Linked DNA regions of Pan troglodytes: region 2 is linked to region 1. The links are chromatin contacts, called in public Hi-C maps. All regions are on one chromosome and are shown on one strand. The core of a region is the stretch at or near the end of the contact, and the rest is flanking DNA. Distances in the headings are between cores, read along the strand shown. Region 1 overlaps IQCD (IQ motif containing D). Region 2 holds the start of SDSL (serine dehydratase like).

Region 1 (4,749 bases), core at 1,555-4,054:
AAAAAAGCTACTTAGGCCAGGCGCAGTGGCTCACGCCTATAATCCCAGCACTTTGGGAGGCCAAGGCGGGCAGATCACTTAGGGTCAGGAGTTCAAGACCAGCCTGGCCAACACGGTGAAACCCCATCTCTACTAAAAATAAAAAAATTAGCTGGGCATTGTGGCGGGCACCTGTAGTCCCAGAGACTCGGGAGGCTGAGCCAGAAGAATTGCTTGAACCCAGGATGTAGAAAATGAAATAGAGGTTCCTCTTCAAAGGGACTTTCCTCCCAGTCTAATTCAGAATAGGTAGTAACCTCTCTTAGAACCAAAATTTACTCAAAGACCTGTGTTAATATTCTTCAATTCTGCTAGCTGTAATAAAGAAATCAATAGGCTGGGCGTGGTGGCTCACGCCTGTAATCCCAGCACTTTGGGGGGCAGAGGTGGGCAGATCACGAGGTCAGGAGTTCGAGACTATCCTGGCTAACACGGTGAAACCCCATCTCTACTAAAAATACCAAAAAAAAAATTAGCTGGGTATGGTGGTGGGCACCTGTAGTCCCAGCTACTCGGGAGGCTGAGGCAGGAGAATGGTGTGAACCCTGGAGGCAGAGCTTGCAGTGAGCCGATATCACACCACTGCACTCCAGCCTGGGTGACAGAGCAAGACTCCGCCTCAAAAAAAAAAAAAAAAAAAAAAAAGAAATCAATATACTCTGTTCTTAGCTCCCACATTTTAGCTTAGATATTTGCCTTGGCATACCTGAACCGGTCCAAGCAAGCATTAGGTCATAGCCTATTCCTCTTCCTTATTTGGAGGTGTTTTTGCCTCTCTCAGCATTCCAGGAGTTACTTGCTCTCTTCCTTTGTTCCCCTCTGCCTTTGCCTCTTTTGGGAAGTTCTAAGTTGCTAGCCAATCGGGTTAAGTACAGAATGTGAGGTCCTGTTCCAGCCAATGGAAACTGGACACAGCAGTAGGGTGGATGCGTCTGGTTATAAATGACCCCGTCTCTTTTGTTCGTGTGTGCTCTTGTGGCAAGACTGCTAGCAAGCAGCACCCTTTCTGCAGAGAGTAAACTAGCCTTGCTGAGAGATCCTTTGTCTCAGTGTTGATTTTGGTGACACCGAGCACCCATTCCCAACACAGGAGGCGGAGGTTGCAGTGAATCAAGATGTTGCCACTGCACTTTAGCGTGGGTGACACAGCAAGACTCCATCTTAAAAAAAAAAAAAATCACTGGGGAGGCCGGGCATAGTGGCTCATGCCTGTAACCCCAGCACTTTGGGAGGCCAAGGTGGAAGGATCTCTTGAACCCAGAAGTTCAAGACCAACCTGGGCAACGTAGCAAGAGCCCATCTTTACAAACAATCAAAAAATTAGCCAGGCATGGTGACACACACCTGTAGTCTCAGCTACTTGGGAGGGTGAGATGGGAGGATTGCTTAAGCCTGACAGATGGAGGCTGCAGTGTGCTGTGATCATGCCACTGCACTCTAGCCTGGGCAACAGAGTGAGACCCTGTCTCAAAAAAATCAGTCAATCAATTGGCCAGGCGCAGTGGCCAGCACTTTGGGAGGCCAAAGCAGGAGGATCACTTGAGGTCAGGAGTTCTAGACCAGCCTGGCCAACATGGCGAAAACCTGTCTCTACTAAAAATACAAAAATTAGCCAGGCATGGTGGTATACGCCTGTAATCCCAACTACTTGGGAGGCTATGGTGGGAGAATCGCTTGAACCTGGGAGGCAGAGGTTGCAGTGAGTCGAGATTACACCACTGCACTCTAGTCTGGACAACAGAGCGAGACTCCATCTTAAAAAAAAAATCAATCATTGAGGAAAAACCCAACCAACAAAAGATTTGTGTGGCTTCTTCAGTAATTTCAGCAATACTATGAAACAATACCTCTGCATTCCTGTTCTTCATTCTCTCCGCCAATTCCTTTTCAAGAGTATCAATGATTTGTTGGTTATTACTATTCTGTCTACTGATATCCTGTAAGAACTGGGCCTTATCCCTCGCTTCCATGGGACTAGTGAGTAGTTTTTCAAACAGGAAACCACGGAGCTCTATCAGGCTGTCAATAAAATTCTGGGCTTCCGTACTTCTACCCTGTGTCTGCATCTGCAGGAGCCTAGCAGCCTGGGGGTTGCTGAGCAAGAGTCTCAGGACGTTCTTGGTGGAGTCTTTGATCTGCTGCGTAAGTGGTGAGAGGCTGGATTTCTGCAGCTCTATGGAAAGGAGGCGGTCTCTGAGCCACCCTTCCTCCTCAGCCTCTTTCTGCTCCTGCAATTGCCTTTCTTTCTCTTTCAGGCACCTGACGTTTTCAAGGAGGACCTGGCAGAGATCCTGATGCTCTCTCACTGCCCTCATGACGTCCTCCCCCAGCATCCCCTCCATATCCTCTCTGTTGGATGCCACATACGACAGCAAGGTCACCAGCTCCACCTTGTAGATCGCCTCATCCAGGATGGACATGATCCTTTTGGCCTCAATGGTGGTGAGTTTGGTCCTAGAGAGAACCAAGGGTTTTAGTGGATCAGCTGGCCTTTTAGATGGGTCTGTCTTTGGCCCTATTCTGTTGATGGCAGGGGCCTGATACAAAGGGGCCATGGCGAGAATGTCTAAAGTCATCTTGTGAGCAGCCCTCTGTGCCTCTGTAGGTCCGCAGAGATGGAGACTTCGGTAGACTACTTGGGTCTCGTGCTTTTATTGTCTCTGGCCATCCTGCAAAATGAAGAAGTAGGTGTGAGTGCAGCTGTGCTGACATCTGTGTGGTTAGTGTGGCTGCAGAAACCACAACTGTTGACATCAAGAGTTCATCTTAGGTCCTCTGTCGCTTTTACACAGAACCTTTCACTGGAAGCAGTTTTCAGCTTTGTGAGGGTGTTAGGGCCACAAGGGCAGGAAGACCAAGTGTGGAGGCATCTCAGGCACATGTGTCAGGCAGGGACCAGCCAGGCATACAGACACCATTCTAAGGATTTAAAACCAGAGACTGGTTACATCAGTGATGGGAGAGTTGACAGGCCAACCAGGGGAAGACAAAGCCATCCCGCAATTGTCAATGGCAGGAAGGCACCACATGAAGAGATGGTGAGCCTGGGGCCCAGGGTCACCCAGGGGAAGTTTGAACCACAGCCATCAGTTCCCAGAGGAGCTAGAGACATTGCCGGAAATGCAGATTAAAGAAGGGTGGCGGTAGGGGAGGAGAAATACCCTGGTTTCTTTCTACTGCCCTTGGCCAAAACCAGCAGGAAACCAACTGACAAGGAGCCTGGGCGACGGAACCACAGGCCTCAGCCTATGTCTGAGCAGGACAGGGACAGGGCAGAATGCGGTGTAAGACCAACAGGACTAGGAATGGCACATTTTCACTGATTTTAAAGTTTTTTGGTTTGTTTGTTTATTTGTTTTGAGACAGAGTCTTGCTCTGTCGCCCAGGCTGCAGTGCAGTGCCATGATCTTGGCTCACTGCAACCTCTGCCTCCTGGGTTCAAGTGATTCTCCTGCCTCAGCCTCCTGAGCAGCTGGGACTACAGGTGCACACCACCACGCCTGTCTAATTTTTGTATTTTTAGTAGAGAAAGGGTTTTGCCATGTTTGCCAGGCTGTTCTCAAACTCCTGACCTCCCGTGATCCACCTGCCTTTGCCTCCCGAAGTGCTGGGATTACAGGCCTGAGCCACCACGCCTGGCCATTTTTAAGTACTGATTTTAAAAATTGGTGGGTGAAATATAACTTTGAAATACAATTTAAAAAACTGTTTCACTAAATGTAATGTTGTATTCTGGATTGGGTTCTGGAGTGGAAAAAGGACATTAGTGGAACTGGAGAAATCCAAATCCAAATCCAAATCTAGTCTAAAGTTTAGTTAACAGCATTGTACCAACATTAATTTTGTAGGCACTCTGTTACCCTGGCTGGAGTGCAATAGTGTGACCATGGCTCACTCCAGCCTCGACCTACTGGGCTCAAGTGATCCTCCTGTCTCAGCCTCTCAAGTAGCTAGGACTACAGGTGCTCGATGCCTAGCTAATTTTTTAACTTTTTATAGAGATGAGCTCCACTATGTTGCCCAGACTGATCTTGAACTCCTAGGCTCAAGCAATCCTCCCACCTTAGCCTCCCAGTGTTGGGAATACAGACAGGAGCCACCGTGCCAGGCCTAATTTTGTGGTTTTGACAAACACATCAAGGTTATCTAAGATGTTAACATTAGGGGGAGCTGAATGGAGGGCATACGGGAACTCTCTGTACTATCTTTGCAACTTTTCTATAAATCTACAATTATTACAAAGTAAAAAGTTTAGGTAAAAGACTGTTTCAGGCCAGGCGTGGTAGCTCACACCTGTAATCACAGCACTGTGGGAGGCCGAGGGAGGTGGATCATCTGAGGTCAGGAGTTCAAGACAAGCCTGGCCAACATGGCGAAACCCCATCTCTAATAAAAATACGAGAGAATGCCAGGCATGGTGGTACGCACCTGTTACTCAGGTTAACCCCAGTTACTCAGGAGGCTGAGGCATGAGAATCTCTTGAACCTAGGAGGCGGAGGTTGCAGTAAGCCAAGTTTTCATCACTGTACTCCGGCCTGGGCAACAGAATGAGACTCTGTTTCAAAAGATAGATAGACAAATAAATAACTGTTTCAGAAAAATCTATAGGGCAATCAGAGATCAGTAATTTATATTGCTTTCATAGTACAATGGCTAAAAGTACTAGCTTTGCACAGCCCCACTTGGGTTCAAATCCTTGCTGGGGGTCT
Region 2 (4,553 bases), core at 1,376-3,875, 210 kb after region 1:
TAATTTATATACAAATATATATATTATATACAAATATATATATTTATATACAAATATATATAATATACAAATATATATATTTATATACATATACATATTTATGTACAAATATATATATTATATACAAGTATATATATTTATATAAATATATATTATATACAAATATATATATTTATATACATATATATACACACACACATATATATATTTATATATATTTTTTAAGACGGAATTTCGCTCTTGTTGCCCAGGCTGGAGTGCAATAGCACGACCTCGGCTCACTGCAAACTCCACTTCCCCGGTTCAAGTGATTCTCCTGTCTCAGCCTCCCGAGTAGCTGAGATTACAGGCGCCCACCACCATGTCCAGCTAGCTTTTTGTATTTTTAGTAGTGATGGGGTTTCACTACATTGGCCATGCTCAAACTCCTGACCTCAGGTGATCCAGCTGCCTCGGCATCCCAAAGTGCTGGGATTACAGGCGTGAGCCACCATGCCTGGCCAATTAATATATTTTTTAAAGAGGCTCCATTTTTAAACTTTACTACCTACCTTAGCTTCTTCCTAAGCCATCATATCCATGAAACTATGGGTCTGATATTTTATATGTACATACACATACATATGTATACACGTATATATATACCTACATACATACACACATCTTTCCTAATGCACACAGAAATAGATTGCCAACTATTAAAAAACCTTTGGGGGCTGGGCGCAGTGGCTGTTGCCTGTAATCCGAGCATTTTGGGAGGCTAAGGTAGGAGGATTGCTTGAGGTCAGGAGTTCAAGATCAGCCTGGGCAGTGCAGTGAGACCTCGTTTGTAAAACAAACAAATAAACAAACAAATAAACAGTGTGGGTTATGCTGGACAGCACGCACGTGTTGGTGTACAGTAGACATGCACTAAATGCAGCTAGTCTGCTTCTTGTCAAAGTCTGAGCTGTGTGCTGAGTCTCTGCCTACTTCAAGAAGCCCTCCCTGATCTTGCCCCATCCCCAGCTACCCTATGGGGACTTTCTGCCCTCTGTCATCTTAGGAGGTGTTATTGTTGCTACCGAATTGGGTGTCTTCCTCTCCCCTCCATGCTGGGGGCCACTTCAAGGCACAAACTGGATTTTATCACCTCTGTGTCCCCAGTGCCCAGTCCAGGACAAGGCACCCAACAAGGATGGGTGTGTGTCTAAAGCGAGTATGGGTAGAAACTTGCCAGAGTCCACATTAAGGATCACGGCCAAGCAGCTCCATCTAACCCCAAGTGGCTGGGAGTTAATCATCAAACCTGGGGAGATCAGAAACAGCCCAAGAAGGACACACAACATCTGTGATGCCAGGTCTTCCTGTTCCCACTTTCCACATAGGGAAACTGAGGCCCAGAGATGGGCACGAGCTGCTCAGGTTCACCCAGTGAGATGGTGCAGAGACAAGACATGAATTTGACCATGTCATTCCCCCCACCTAAAGCCTTCTGTGGCTCCCTAGTGCCCCTGGGTAAGGTCCAAACTCTGGATTGGTACAGGCATCCCTGTGGACTCTGATCTCTGCCCACATCTCCAGCCTCAACCCCACTTGCTTCCCCACCCCTGCCTTCTCCCTCCCAGCCCCACTGGATACTTCCCTGACCCTGGAATATATCATGTTTTTCATTTCCAGACCTTTGCACTCCCTGTGCCTGACTCCTGGCTCCACTCAGACTTCCCCTCCTCCAGGAAGCCTCCCCAGCCCCCCAGGGCCAGGCGGGGTGCCTGCTCAGGGTTCCACAGCCCTGCCCCACCCTGCCAGCTGCTAACATCTGATAGCACTAATAAGTGCTCTCTAATGGCCCTCTCTAAGGGCTTTGTGAAGGCAGAGGACATGCTATTTTGTTTGAGGCCAAAGTTCCAGGGATTGGCACATAGTAGGTGTCCAATAAACATTTAATGAATGAATGAATGGTCAGTCATTTATCTGAGTAGCAAATAATTGCTTGGGTTCTCATGCTGCGTGTAAAATACCCGAGACGGAGAGGTGCTTCAGACAAAAATATACCTTTCCCATGTCACAAATAATAATTATAATAATTGTTTCCTTGGCCAGGTGCAGTGGCTCACGCCTGTAATCCCAGCACTTTGGGAGGCAGAGGCAAGCAGATCACCTGAGGACAGGAGTTCGAGACTGGCCTGGCCAACATGGTCAAACCCTGTCCCTACTAAAAATACAAAAATTAGCTGGCGTGGTGGTGGGTGCCTGTAAACCTGGCTACTCGGGAGGCTGAAGTGGGAGAATTGCTTGAATCCAGGAGGCGGCGGTAACAGTGAGCCAAGATCGCACCATTGCACTCCAGCCTGGGGGACAAGAATGAAACTGTGTCTCAAAAAAAAAAAAAAAAAAAAAAAAAAGTTCCCTTGTCCTTGTTTTCCCATCCCAGACCTAAGCTGACCCCAACAGTGGTTCAGCATCCGGGACAATCACTAGACCTAAAATGAGAAGACATGGAGATGCCTGCATCCCGGAAGAGATGGCCCAGGGCCAGGGGTAAAGGCTGTCTCTGCCCCTTGCTGTCTGGGAAGCTTTGGCCAAATAAGTTCCCTTTTCTGAGTTTCAGTTTGCTCATCTGTCAAATGAGACAGGGTGGTGCATGAGTCATAGGCAGTGCCCGGGAAAGCAGTGAGGGTTGCTCTCATCCCCTCTCCTCCTCCGTCTTCACCCGGAGGCTTAGGGTCTGGAGCTTTCTCTTTAACAAAGGAGGAGGGGCCAAGGTTGCCGGAAGCTGCCTGAAACTGGACAGAGCCGGTTCCTGGAAAGAGCTGGTTCCCGGGCTGGAGGGCAGGAGCTGGGGCCACGCTGGTCTGGGATAGTTGGGCAGGGAGGTAAGGGGTCTGGGGCCAGCTGGGGCCCCTGGGGCTCAGTGTGTGTGTGAATGAGAGGCTGATGAGAGGCTGCAGGAGTTTGGGAGGCTTTGGGCAAAGTCCAAGCTGAGCAGGTGGGAGTGAGAGGGCCTGAGCGTGGTCTAGGCCCTCCTGGGAATGTCGATTGAATTCAGGGTGCCCTGCAGAAGAAAGTGTTGTGCTGGGGACCCTGAAGGGCGAGAGTGGGTTCTGCCTGCCAGAGGGGCAGGGTTGGGCATTCTGCCAGCCAAGGGGCCAGCCTGAGGTGTCCCAGCCCTGGCACCAGGGATTTGGCTGTGGAGTGCCACCAAGGTGGCCTCTGGGGAAAGGCTTTGGGGACAAGTGAGGTGGACAGCACTGGTGGTCCTTACCTCAACTCATAGATGTGACAGGTAAGGCCCAGTGACAAAAGTGACTTGGCCAAGGTTGGCATGACTGGGACCTGAGCCTGAGCCCCCTGCTTTCCCCTGGGTTATTCCACAGCAGGGAGACCCAGGTCCCCCATTTCAGCCCTGGTGGCTGCCATACGGGACAAGAGCTGTGTGTCCCTGGGCCAAGACAGCTCAGTCCCAGACCTCAGGTGCCTGATGGGGTCTGGGGTTGATAAGGCTGTTGGCAACTTGGGGCTTTTTCATTTAACTGATGCCTGCTGTCCTCTTGTGAGTCAGTATAACCAAGAGGGCTGGGGAAGCCTGGAAACTGAGCCAGGAGCATTTGGTTCCAAAGGACAATTGGCAATAAATATTAAATGCATGCAGCTTTCATAATAGTAACGATAACACTAGTATATTAGAGAAAGTATAGCATCGCGGTTAATAGCACAGATGCCAAAGACACTGCCTGGTGTGAATTCTGGCTATGCTGTTTCTAACTGTGTGAACTTGGATAAGTTACTTAATCTCTCTGGACCTCAGGTTCACTGTTTATAAAATGGAGTCAATGGTGAGTTAATGACTCATCTGTTGTGAGCCAACAGGTGGCTCACACCTGTTATCCTAGTGTTTTGAGAGGCAGAGACAAGAGATTTACCTGAGGCCAGGAGTTCAAGACCAGCCTGGACAACTCAGCAAAACTGCATCTCTATAAAAATTAAAATATCAGCCGGATACAGTGGTGCATGTCTACAGTTCCAGCTACTCAGGAAGCTGAGGTGGGAGGATTGCTTGAGCCCGGGACTTCAAGGTTACAGTGAGCCATGATCGTGCCACTGCACTCCAGCCCAGGCAACAGAGTGAGACCTTGTCTCTAAAACAAACACCAAAAAAACAAGAAAGAGGAAGGATTATGGAGTAGGGGGAGTTCATCCTGACAATCCCAGGATCCCCAGGGGAAAAATCTGGGGATTTCACCAAAAAGGAAGAGAAACCCAATTCCAAGTGGACAGACACCCAACATGGGTGCCCTTACCATGCAGGCTCATTGAATCCTCACAATAGTCCTGCCATGTACACGCTCTTCTTGCAGTTTGTTGTGTGGTTGGTTGGTTCTCATTTTTCGGGTCTAATTTTTTATTTTTTATTTTTTTTTTGAGACGGAGTTTCCCTCTTACTCTCTAGGCTGGAGTGCAATGGCGCAATCTCGGCTCACCGCAACCTCGCCTCTCAGGTTCAAGCAATTCTCCTGCCTCAGCCTCCCGAGTAGCTGGGATTACAGGCACGCGCCACCATGCCCGGCTAATTT

The links. Hi-C and Micro-C count contacts between places; a contact is called where the count stands out from the background.
Region 2: a Hi-C map of lymphocytes shows a contact between it and region 1, with 8 times the contacts expected there. The contact joins the promoter of SDSL here to the enhancer-like site in region 1. A contact is called at or near these places in 4 of 7 Hi-C or Micro-C datasets (blood, a lymphoblastoid cell line, lymphocytes and 1 more).

What each region holds. Positions count from the first base shown.
Region 1 is chr10:120,037,972-120,042,720 of NHGRI_mPanTro3-v2.0_pri, forward strand. IQCD (IQ motif containing D) reads right to left here. Exons shown (of 5, transcript XM_509395.9): 2 at 1,887-2,708. The coding sequence starts at 2,615. Among named protein-coding and RNA genes, the nearest start is that of TPCN1, 13 kb to the right of the region's middle. Within about 2 kb of position 2,805, at least 1 of the 24 cell types and tissues checked has an H3K27ac peak or open chromatin away from gene starts, as enhancers often do. A contact at or near this core is called in a lymphoblastoid cell line, where this site is marked.
Region 2 is chr10:120,245,253-120,249,805 of NHGRI_mPanTro3-v2.0_pri, forward strand. SDSL (serine dehydratase like) reads left to right here and starts at 2,626. Exons shown (of 8, transcript XM_001153764.8): 1 at 2,626-2,855.